Linked DNA regions of Drosophila melanogaster: all the other regions are linked to region 3. A link is a contact called in public Hi-C data. All regions are on one chromosome and are shown on one strand. The core of a region is the stretch at or near the end of the contact, and the rest is flanking DNA. Distances in the headings are between cores, read along the strand shown.

Region 1 (3,687 bases), core at 1,111-3,610, 54 kb after region 3:
GATAACTTTATTTCAATTTGCACATCATATCAACATATCCAATAGTTCATATTCATATTTTTTTTTACTGGTGCTTCATGGATCCTTGCGAAGCTCTTGGCTCTCCCGAAGTCCTCTTGTCATAGTTTCCCGACGTCTGAACCTTTCGCTCGGGCTTGGTGTATACGACGGGCTCACCCTGAAGCTTTTCGTCAGCCGGATTCCATTCCTCAAAGACCGTACGCTCCATGATCACCTGCCGCTTGGAACGCTTCCTCTCCACACTGAGTATGATGTCCTGGAATTCGGTGATGGCCGTGCGAAATTCTTCATCGCCCTCGATCATCATCACAAACTGATCGGGATTGTCGGGATCCAGCTCGAGAGTGGGCGCCAGTTGTTGCTGCTTCCGGACACGTTCCTCCTCGGCCATTTGAAGCGTTTTCCGCTTTAGCCTAACTTCATCATAGCGAGCCTCCAGTAGTTTACACCGCACGATCTCCCGCTCGAACATCTTCCAGAAGATATAGTGTTAATTAGAGAGAGGGGATTACATTACAGAATGTTCAATTCTTACGGCGGCCATGAGTGCCTTCTCCTTGCCAGTTGCCTGTCGCATGGACTCATCCAGTGTCATGATGTGAGTGTCGCCGTTTTTCAGGCCAATGGCCAGCAGATCGCCCTCCGGCCGGAAGACCAAATCCGCAATGGCTACCTTAAAGTCCACGGAACGAATGGGCTTACGGTGATGAAGCAACAGATCCCAAAAGTCCACCACGCCGTTTATATCGCCAGTGACGAAAAGGGAGCAGCGACCTGTGCTCCAAGCGCCGCATAAAATCTGTGCATTCTTCCGGAAATACATGGTAGACGGACTGTCCTTGACCTCCTCCGACCAAATCCTTGCCCGCCAATCGCCCGTGACCAGAAAGTTCTTGACGAAAAAGGGATTTCGATTGATACTGCGCACGGGTCCGACAAAAAGTTGATAGTGAGCCAGAAGGGTTTCCATCGGAGTCATACCCTTGCGATTGCCGACAAAAACGTGACCCATATCGCTGCCGATGATGAAGCGCACCGGGATGGTGTATTCGAACTCCAACACCGTCACTCCATGCGAATCCATGCGCGATTGACGCTCCTGCGGTTCCGGTTCGAGGAGCAGCTCCTGCATGGGCATCTTCAGATCCCTGGTGTCCCAATACTTAATGGAGCCATCCAGGGAGCCCGAATAGAATTCCGTATTGGACTTGGAATGAACCCAGCAGAGGGCCGAAGTGGTCTCCCTGTGGGACACCTCCAGGGGGCAATTCCTTATGGGTAGTCCGCCCTTAAAGGTGCCCCACAGACATACCTGCCCCAGCCCCGTGCCACCGACCATGTTGTTCTCATCCTTGGGACAAATCTTGGCCAACGACACCTGCTGCTTGCTGTCGTAGGTGATCCTCGGCTTGAGTGGATTCTTCACATCCCACACATAGAAGCCATTTGTCCCGCCAAATGGTTCATCCGTGACCGGCCGCAGTCGCTCTCCCTTTGCAAAGTGATTGGTATACTGGGTCATAAACTGTCGGCTATTGTTGGGCATCCACTCAATGGACCTCAATTGGCGTGCTGGCAGCCAGAGATCATGGAACACATTGGCCACCCGGGCGCGAAACCTCATCTTGATGTCATGTCCCAACTCCGGCGGCAGATCCGCAAAGAAGTTCTGGTAGATATTGAGGGTATTGTTCTGCTCCGCCACCGACATCGTGGTGCGAATCATAGACAGGACCTGCTCACCCCAGCTATCTTCGCGTTCCACTTTCTTGCGATGCCGCTGCGTCTGCTCCTCGTCATTGAAGTTAACCTCCTTGGGCCAACCGCCCTCGTAGTGATACATTCCGTGCTGGTCGAGAGTCACGTTCTCCGTCTCCATGACGGTCAGCGCCATTTGGCGGCTCAGTTGGGTGGACTTCTCGGACGGATTGGCCATGATGTACTTTAGACGCTGGCGGCCACTGGGATGTACGCTGACCATCAGTTCATTGCGATCCTGGAACCGGCACTGCCGCCCAAAGCGACGCCTCTCGCGGGAATAGATGAACTGATTCTGGTACATGTCGTCAAAAGCACAACTACTTTTTCAAGGGATTTAAGCCAATTCTTCAGGGAATCCAAAGCTAAAGCTGCAGAGAAGGAGTTCTATGTGATTGGATTGCAGCGTGAAGGGCATTCAGATGTTTCGAGCAGTCTGAAGAGATTTAACTGCCTTTCCCAAATAGTTCTGCTGCAGAATCCAGTGTACTTCTGTTCCTCCTACTCCTGTCTTAAGTTTTTAAGTTTTTAAGTTTTTTTTTTTTGGATAGTGCCCGTTCGTATTTTGTGTTTTATGTTTGTGTGTTATGTACATTTGACTAAATAAGAAAATCCAACTAAGCATATTCGGGGACAAATGGAAAGGTGACCCAGCGCACCTGTTTAGTCCATGGTTTTAGCTCAATGTATAGTTAGAGTGCATTACTTTTTGATGAATGAAAATAATATAACAAATAACAAGTGGTTAAACATAATACGATATAATAGAGAACAGAAATATACGTTAATAACTGGATCTGTAATATTTTAATTTTTGTTACTTTAAAAAACGGTTAACTTGCACAGTGTGATCAGCCTTTAATAACTTAGATTCCGATGACAACAGCGAATGTAAAGTGACCAGCTTAAGCAAGCGCTAGTGCTATCGAGAAGCAATGAGCCCAGACAAAAACGTCTGCTGTTATCGATAACATATCATAAAAAAATATTAAAAACATCGCCCTCCTCAACCCCCCCGCATGTAAATCGTGGCGGAAAAACGTGGGAAAAACAAAGCAATGACAGTTATTTAAAGAACATAATATCAAATATATAATTCGTCCGAACAGTTCCAGCAACTGATCAACCTAAGGTGACTATTTCACATTAAAAACTATGCCCAATCACACTCAGCCTTAGCTCTCCAAGAACAAAATAGTTCCCGATTCGCATACCTTTGCCAGCAGGTCCAGTTTCAAAACATAGCCACCGCGCATCAAGTCGCGCCAACGTGAATCCGTTCACGGAACTTCCACCAACGCCATGCTAGCCAACGATTCTGCAACGACTGACAGCGAGGTGTCCACACCGCCGTCGTCGAGGAAAGATTTGGCAGATGGTGTTGCCGAGGGTGACAACGACAACGACATCGATACCGGCGACACGGACGCAAATGCGGATGAAGATGTGGATGCGGCTGCTGCCATTGCCCTGGAGGCCGAAGAGCGCGAGGAGCTGCAACAGTTCATAAGCGAGCTGCGCGAGAAGATCGAGAGCAAGCGACAGCTGCGCCTCCAAAACTCCACAATCGAGCTGCCCGGTGAGGAGTACTTCGCCAAACTGGACTCCAATCTCAAAAAGAACACGGCATTCGTCAAGAAACTGAAACTATTCACGGCCACACAGCTGGACGGACTATTGCGTGAGATATCTGCTCTAAACCTGAGCAAATACATCTCGGAAATATGCGCCGCGCTGGTCGAGGCCAAACTGAAAATGACTGATGTGCCGGCGGTGGTGACGCTGGCCTCTCGGCTGCACTGCACATATGCCGACTTCGATGTCCATTTTCTGGAGGCCTGGCAAAAGGCACTGAACATCAAGGCCACCGAGAAGATTGGCAATCCGAGCAAACTGCGCGTGGATCTT
Region 2 (3,371 bases), core at 365-2,864, 47 kb before region 3:
GTAACTGAGTGGCACAGCCTGGTGCTGCCGCCGTTGCTGCTGCCACTTCTGCTGCTGCCGCTGCCGCTGCCGCTGCTGCTGCTGGTGATGCTGGCACACAGCCTCGCCGACCACTGCCGAGACTGCTCTCCTCTCCGGGCGAAGCGAGTGGCGTTTGCCCAGCGGTACAGGTCCTGGTCCTGGGCCGTAGTGTCCTGCGCCGCTCTGCTCCTGGCTCCGGATCCGGCAAAGGCTGTCACTACGACTACGGGAGTTGCGGATGTAGCGCCACATCAGCCAGCAGCCCGGTTTCGTTTCGGTTTCCATCGGCTCGGCACGAGTCGCTCTGTTGCCGAAGCACAGTGGGCCCAATCGGACCATAATTAGATGTTCAAAATTGGTTAATAATATTACAATATTTGTGCAACATAAATGTGAAGAAAATTATCTACGCTATGTTTCTAGCACTCGCTGCTTGTACATTTTTTAGCAATAAAACCTTGAAATATCATAAACATGTGTATAAAGATGTTGAGATGCATAAAATACACTAAATTACAACCAATTAGTTAATTATTGTTTTAAATTATCGGCTTAACTCTTTAAAATGTCATATTTTTATGGTTTTTGAGCGATTGATTAGCATTCCATTCCACTGTGCGATGCCGACGCTGGACCAAAAGGATGAACGGCGCAGCGTCGCAGCCGAAAGGACACGAGCGCCGCCGAACTTTTCAAGGGAGCGTAGCAGAGGGAGGGGACTTACTAAACACATGGCATGGACTAGGCCACCCAGCATCCACAAGCCACTAACACCCACCACCGACCCAATACACACCACCCACCACCCACACAAGGGCGCGTGTTGGGCGCCCGACGAGAGAGTCAGTGGCGTGGGTGGGGGGTTGGTGGTGTTGGTAGTGAGGATACACAGTATACACAGCGTTCCGTTCCGCGATGCAACAGCAACATCATCAGGCCATATCCGCATCGGCAAAACAGGCCAAACAGCCAAAGCGGCCAAAGCAGCAGCAGCAGCAGCAGCAGCTGTAAGCCCCCCTTTTCCATGGATTTCCCCGACTTCTCTGCAAAAATCATGCGCATCACGAAATAGCCGAATATCAAAACGGAAAACATATGACAGCGACATTCCATTTGAAACGTGATTTTAAATAATTATTTCACATTATGTGATTTAATCGAAGTGCATGACATTCGATATATTCAATCTTTAATAGTTTTAAATGAATGCAAGTGTTACAATAGCCCCATTGATGGTAGCATAATTTTCAGTTTGCATTGATAACGACTAAGTTCAATTATTTATTCGATTAAATATTAAGTTGTTAAGTTGTTAAAAACTGAAGAAGTTCAATTAATGCAATCGTTCTGGTTTACGGTACTTTAAATTCAGTTAATTTAAATTTACACATCAACAATGCTTTTGAGTTTTGCATGTATGTTAATAGGATTTAAATACTAAAATTTTTACATTTCAAGCACATTTCAAATTTGAATATTAACGGTCAATAAAATAATCGACATGATAAATACCAATATTGAAAATACTGAATAAGGTATTTTGAAATACCAAATATTTTGCGTTGCCCAACACCGTTTTGATGGCATTTTTTAGTACATTTGCGAATGGAACTAGTATAAATGCAGCAACTGGTTTATGTGAGCCACAACAAAATGATCGACAAAACCTTGTTCTACCACAAATATTAACAATTACCAATATAAAGGTATTTAAACAACTACCTTGATCACAATTTTAGTTAAAATTATGCCAACGAACTGGAACCAAAATCCCAGGTGAACCGCAAATGTAACCAGTTCACTCGGCTGGGTCCAAAGACCAGTTCAATTAAACTAGTTCACATTTGAACAGTGCAACTCTAGTTTTTTTTTTTTAATACATATGTGTTTAAAAAACATATGCAGAAACGGGCTAATAAAACGGATATAACCGATTGCACAGGATCAAGGATAGATCAAAATAACCGACGACGTTAACGGCGACTGCGACTGCGAGAGAGCGACCATGGTGTGCAGCAGCGCGTGTGCGTGTGTGTGTGTTTTGTACCGTGTTGTCTGATTGTGTGCCGTTGTTGTTGTGATTGTTGTTCTCGCTGTTGCTATTGTTTTTGCTCTTGTGCGTGTGGTCAACGGACGGACAGACGGACGGACAGTGGGACACAAGGAGAGTGGAGAATCCGAATCCGGTGGGCAGGAGAGCAGGATTAGCCGCAACATCCTTACCCGTAAGCTGACCCCACCCCACCCCCTTTGGCAACAAATATTACTAAGCTGCTGCTTCTTCTTCGCCCCTTTTGCGGTTTTATCTCTCTTTCACACACAGCGAAACAAAAGCAAGTTAAAAAGCGAAGGAAGCAAAGAGAAAACAACAAAAAAGGAAAAGAAGCAGAAAACAAAAACAAAGAAGAGATTCATGGTTTCCATGTCGCCAACTGTGCGCCTCTGATGCCCTCGCAGGTCTCCCGAGGATTGGACACCACCAACATGCTGCCGATCAGCGAGGAGCAGCAGCTGCAACAGCAGCAGCAGCAGCAGCAGTTAGAGCAACTGCATCATCCGCAGATACCAGAGATTCCCATACCAGATCTAGAGCAAGTCGAGACCCAGGTGGGCGATGGCAGCCTGTGGACCGCGCTGTATGACTACGATGCCCAGGGCGAGGATGAGCTGACACTGCGACGCGGCGAAATCGTTGTGGTCCTGTCCACGGACAGCGAGGTGTCTGGCGATGTGGGCTGGTGGACCGGCAAGATTGGAGATAAGGTGATTGATTACCTTTCTAACAATGAACCATTGAACTAAACCCCAATCTTTCTCCTGCAGGTCGGTGTCTTTCCCAAGGACTTTGTCACCGATGAGGACCCACTGCAACTGAATGTCTCGTCCGCCATTGGCGACATCCAGCCGCATGAGATCGAATACAATGAGCTGGACATCAAGGAAGTTATCGGCTCCGGTGGCTTCTGCAAGGTCCATCGTGGCTACTACGATGGCGAGGAGGTGGCTATTAAGATTGCCCATCAAACGGGCGAGGATGATATGCAGAGGATGCGGGACAATGTCCTGCAGGAGGCCAAACTGTTTTGGGCCCTCAAGCACGAAAATATAGCAGCCCTGCGAGGAGTATGTCTGAATACCAAACTCTGTCTGGTGATGGAGTATGCCAGGGGAGGAAGTCTCAATCGCATACTGGCTGGCAAGATACCACCCGATGTACTAGTCAACTGGGCCATTCAGATAGCCAGAGGCATGAACTATCTGCACAATGAGGCGCCCATGTCGATCATACATCGCGACCTCAAGTCCTCCAATGTGCTGATCTACGAGGCCATCGAGGGCAATCATCTGCA
Region 3 (3,368 bases), core at 231-2,730:
AAGCGACGCGTATTGCTACGGCACTGAATCGAACGCTTGTGGGCATCGAAGTAGCTGATGTCGGTGAACTCCTCCTGGCACAAATGGCACACGTATGTGCCCTGGCTCAGATGCATCTCCTTACGATGACGGGCCATCTTGTGAGCATCGCGACACTGCATGCCACAGAATGGGCATTTGAGCATCCGCCGCTTGCCCATGTGAACATTGCGGATGTGCTCCTGCAGAGAGAAATTCTTGTAGTAGGCCTTCTGGCAGTACTCGCACTGGAATCGCCGCTTCTTCTCGTGCGTCGCCTCGCGATGCCGCTTCAGCTGGGTATTCTGGGCGAACGTCTTGCCGCACACTTCGCAAATATGCTCCTTCTCCAGATGTCGGCGCTGATTGTGCACGCGCAGATCCTGCTTGGTCGAAAAGTATAGGGTGCACAGTTCGCAGACGTATGGACGGATGCCCATGTGGCGCCGCGCATGTCCGGCCAGGTACTTGCAGTCGCGATACGTTTCCGTGCAGTAAATGCAAGCATAGCGATTGGTGCCAGGCACCAGATGGGTCTTGTGGTGCTTGGACAGCTTTGATTTGTGCATCACATCTGGGCAAATGCCGCACTCCACCGGCAGCTTCTCGTCCATGATGTCGCTGATCATGGAGAACTCCACAAGGGGTGTGCTATCCTCGTCAAAGTCCACAATGGTGGCTATCAGGTCGTCGAAAAGCATGTAGCGACGCGGTCCCTTGAACTCCTCCAGCATCTTTTCGCTTGGCTTCACCTCCTTCACGCTACCATCATCGTCGTCGTTGTTTTTTTGGCTGACAAAGCTACGTAAGGCGATCTGGCGGGCAGAATTTCTAGCTTTGCTAGCGGGCTGGACAACAGGCGACGGCGGCCTTGGTGGCGATGGTGGCAGCGAGGGTGACGACGGTGGATACATATCCAGATCCTCTTCCACCCTTTCGTTATCGCGCGGATGGCCGTAGCTAGGTTCGTGCTCGTAGTCGCCGTAGTCGCCATAGTCCGCCTCCTGTTCCATCTCCGGTTCCACCTCCACCAAATCCCCCACTTCGCTCATATCCAATTCCCTGACCACAAATTGCGGCATCTGTTCGTCATCCGTCAAATCCTTCACCCGGGAGCCCACTATAAAGTCGCGCAGCTCCTTGCTCATCAGCATCTCCTTCTCCACGCCGTTCTCATTGACGATGATGATGTCCTCTTCGAACTCGTTGCCCAGGTTGTCCAGAAGCACGTAGGTGGCATCATCGCTAGTGTTAATCACACGAACGTTTCCACGGTTGTCTTCGTCCGAGTAATCGCTATTGGCCGGCAGGACGAATTCGATTACCTCGTTCGCAAGGCAGCGTTTGTGGCTCATCCTGGTCACATCAACTGAATTAATTAATTAATTCGCACGACTGCCGAAAAAAAACGTAAAAAGTTGCAAGTGTGACCAGTCGCAGGTTGCTGGCCGAAACTAACTATCGGATACCAGGTATCGATGCAATTTTCAACAAAATACTCGCTTTGTAGAAATGCTTGCTTCCTTCCGCTTTCATACATCGACTCACTCTGCGTAGATCATAGATCATGAAAATCCAACATTTTGAGCTGTAAATGCCACTCGATTTGAAACTTTATTACAAATTCAACGAGGTATGACATTCCATATATCGACCAATATTAATTTTGTTTCGATCAAATAACTGCTACTTTTTGAAAAGAAAAACGAAAATTCGAGAAATGCGAATACATCTATTCGAATTTCGATCATTGCCTGTGTGAAACGTGTATTTTCTTTACTAAAATATATATAATAAATAAATTAAATATTGTGCCGATGAATAGATCGCAAAATATCGATACATGCGCATTATCGATAACGCGCAATTTGAATAGGTGCTTGCGCGCCAAAAAAAAACATCGCTGGGCATGCGCGACGTCGGCCAACGTCTTTTGCCGCTTTTGGCCCCTTCCCTCATTGTTGTTGTTGCTGTACTGACTGTTTTGCGGTCTGCGCTCGCGACTAACTTGGCTAACTTCTGGACTCGGAATTGGCCCGGTGCATTGCATCTGCACACTCGGTGGCGCGCGCTTGTCTTCTTGAGACTTCTTCAATCCAAAACGGGCGTGTTTCGCGATCTCATCCACTTGTTCAATAGCAGTTAGTGTTTTGTTTTTTTTTTTACGGTGTTTACTGTTTCTGTTCGTTGAGAGCGTGCGAAGTGCGCGCATGCGTAGTAGCTGATAATTAACCAATTTGAAAATTGCGGTTCTTCTGCTTTTTTTCGCAATTCAAATTGACCGCATAATTGCGCAAGGAATGTGATTTTTTTTACTGTTTATAATATAAGTGTTATAGAAAAAGAGAAGAAGCTCAACGCGAAATCTTAAAGAATGCTAAAATTGGGATGATGAAAGGATATTAAATTCGTTCTAAAAGGTAAGAATAATATCAGTTATACATAAAAAAAAAAAACTATGTCAAGTTACAGTAAAAACAAATGGTTAAAAAAATATCACACTTAGATTTAAAGAACTTATCTGTGCGATTTAGAATAAGGACCAACTGAAAGGATCGTATAAGTTTATTGACAAAAAAACATCTATACAATTGTAACCACACATGTTATATTGAATAATATCTCAGTATATTAATTTGTAAGATTAAGGACTAAGGACATAAGCCCTATGATTTTGAAATAACTCAAAACGAGTGAAGGGCACCGTCACTTCGAAAGATACAAATACATACATACTTGTATATTTAGTTTTTAAGTAGAGTCCAAGTTATATTGTTAATTGGGCTGATTACAATGCCCAGTCAAGTTAATAAGAGATGGGAATCACAAATACAAATAGAGAGCACAATAAGCGAATAACCAACCATACTAGCTGCCAGCTAGTAACATCACAAAATAGGATTACGCAAAGTTGCAAACGCATTATGTTGATGTTGATTTAAGCTTCGGTGTTTGCCTTTATCGCATCTATTTATTTATTTATTTGTTCGCCGTGCTGCAACATCTTTAGCCCGGTAGCCCCATGGCTCCATAGCTCCATTGCTTTATAGACTCCATCCAATCAAACAAATATGGGACAAACTTGACCCGCTTTCGTCGCGGATTTGGCATCACATCGCATCGCATGGCATCGAAAATGGGCAGGGAAGGGCTACCCCAGATTGGCCTCTCGTTTATTTGGCCATTAAAAATTACATAAAGTGACAGCGTTGTGCCCCTTTCCCTTTTTCTATTAGCCCTACAATTGATTAAAATCATCAATATTGCTAGCTATACCTTTAAATAGTTATTTAACAATTGAAGTACAAAATTTCCAGTTTAGTTAACCCATTTAAACACGAAAGCCCAGC

Evidence for each region. Hi-C and Micro-C count contacts between places; a contact is called where the count stands out from the background.
Region 1: a contact with region 3 is called in a Hi-C map of the OSC cell line, with 2.9 times the contacts expected there. The contact joins the promoter of CG1571 here to the promoter of CG2116 in region 3. A contact is called at or near these places in 28 of 107 Hi-C or Micro-C datasets (the D17-c3 cell line, the Kc167 cell line, the ML-DmBG3-c2 cell line and 9 more).
Region 2: a contact with region 3 is called in a Hi-C map of the Kc167 cell line, with 2.5 times the contacts expected there. The contact joins the promoter of slpr here to the promoter of CG2116 in region 3. A contact is called at or near these places in 13 of 107 Hi-C or Micro-C datasets (the D17-c3 cell line, the Kc167 cell line, the ML-DmBG3-c2 cell line and 4 more) and 1 of 6 datasets of contacts at active chromatin or transcription factors (the Kc167 cell line).

What each region holds. Positions count from the first base shown.
Region 1 is chrX:8,074,550-8,078,236 of dm6, reverse strand. CG1571 reads right to left here and starts at 2,360. Exons shown (of 2, transcript NM_132207.3): 1 at 557-2,360; 2 at 1-493. The coding sequence starts at 2,083. The coding sequence ends at 65. It overlaps Upf2, which reads left to right and starts at 2,771. Exons shown (of 3, transcript NM_132206.3): 1 at 2,771-3,687. The coding sequence starts at 3,082.
Region 2 is chrX:8,175,428-8,178,798 of dm6, reverse strand. It overlaps slpr (slipper), which reads left to right and starts at 1,614. Exons shown (of 8, transcript NM_001201630.2): 1 at 1,614-2,246; 2 at 2,345-2,784; 3 at 2,845-3,371. The coding sequence starts at 2,506. It overlaps sdt (stardust), which reads right to left and starts at 250. Exons shown (of 15, transcript NM_001298082.1): 1 at 1-250.
Region 3 is chrX:8,127,924-8,131,291 of dm6, reverse strand. It overlaps CG2116, which reads right to left and starts at 1,480. Exons shown (of 1, transcript NM_132216.4): 1 at 1-1,480. The coding sequence starts at 1,373. All of the region lies in intron 1 of cyr (cypher), which reads left to right.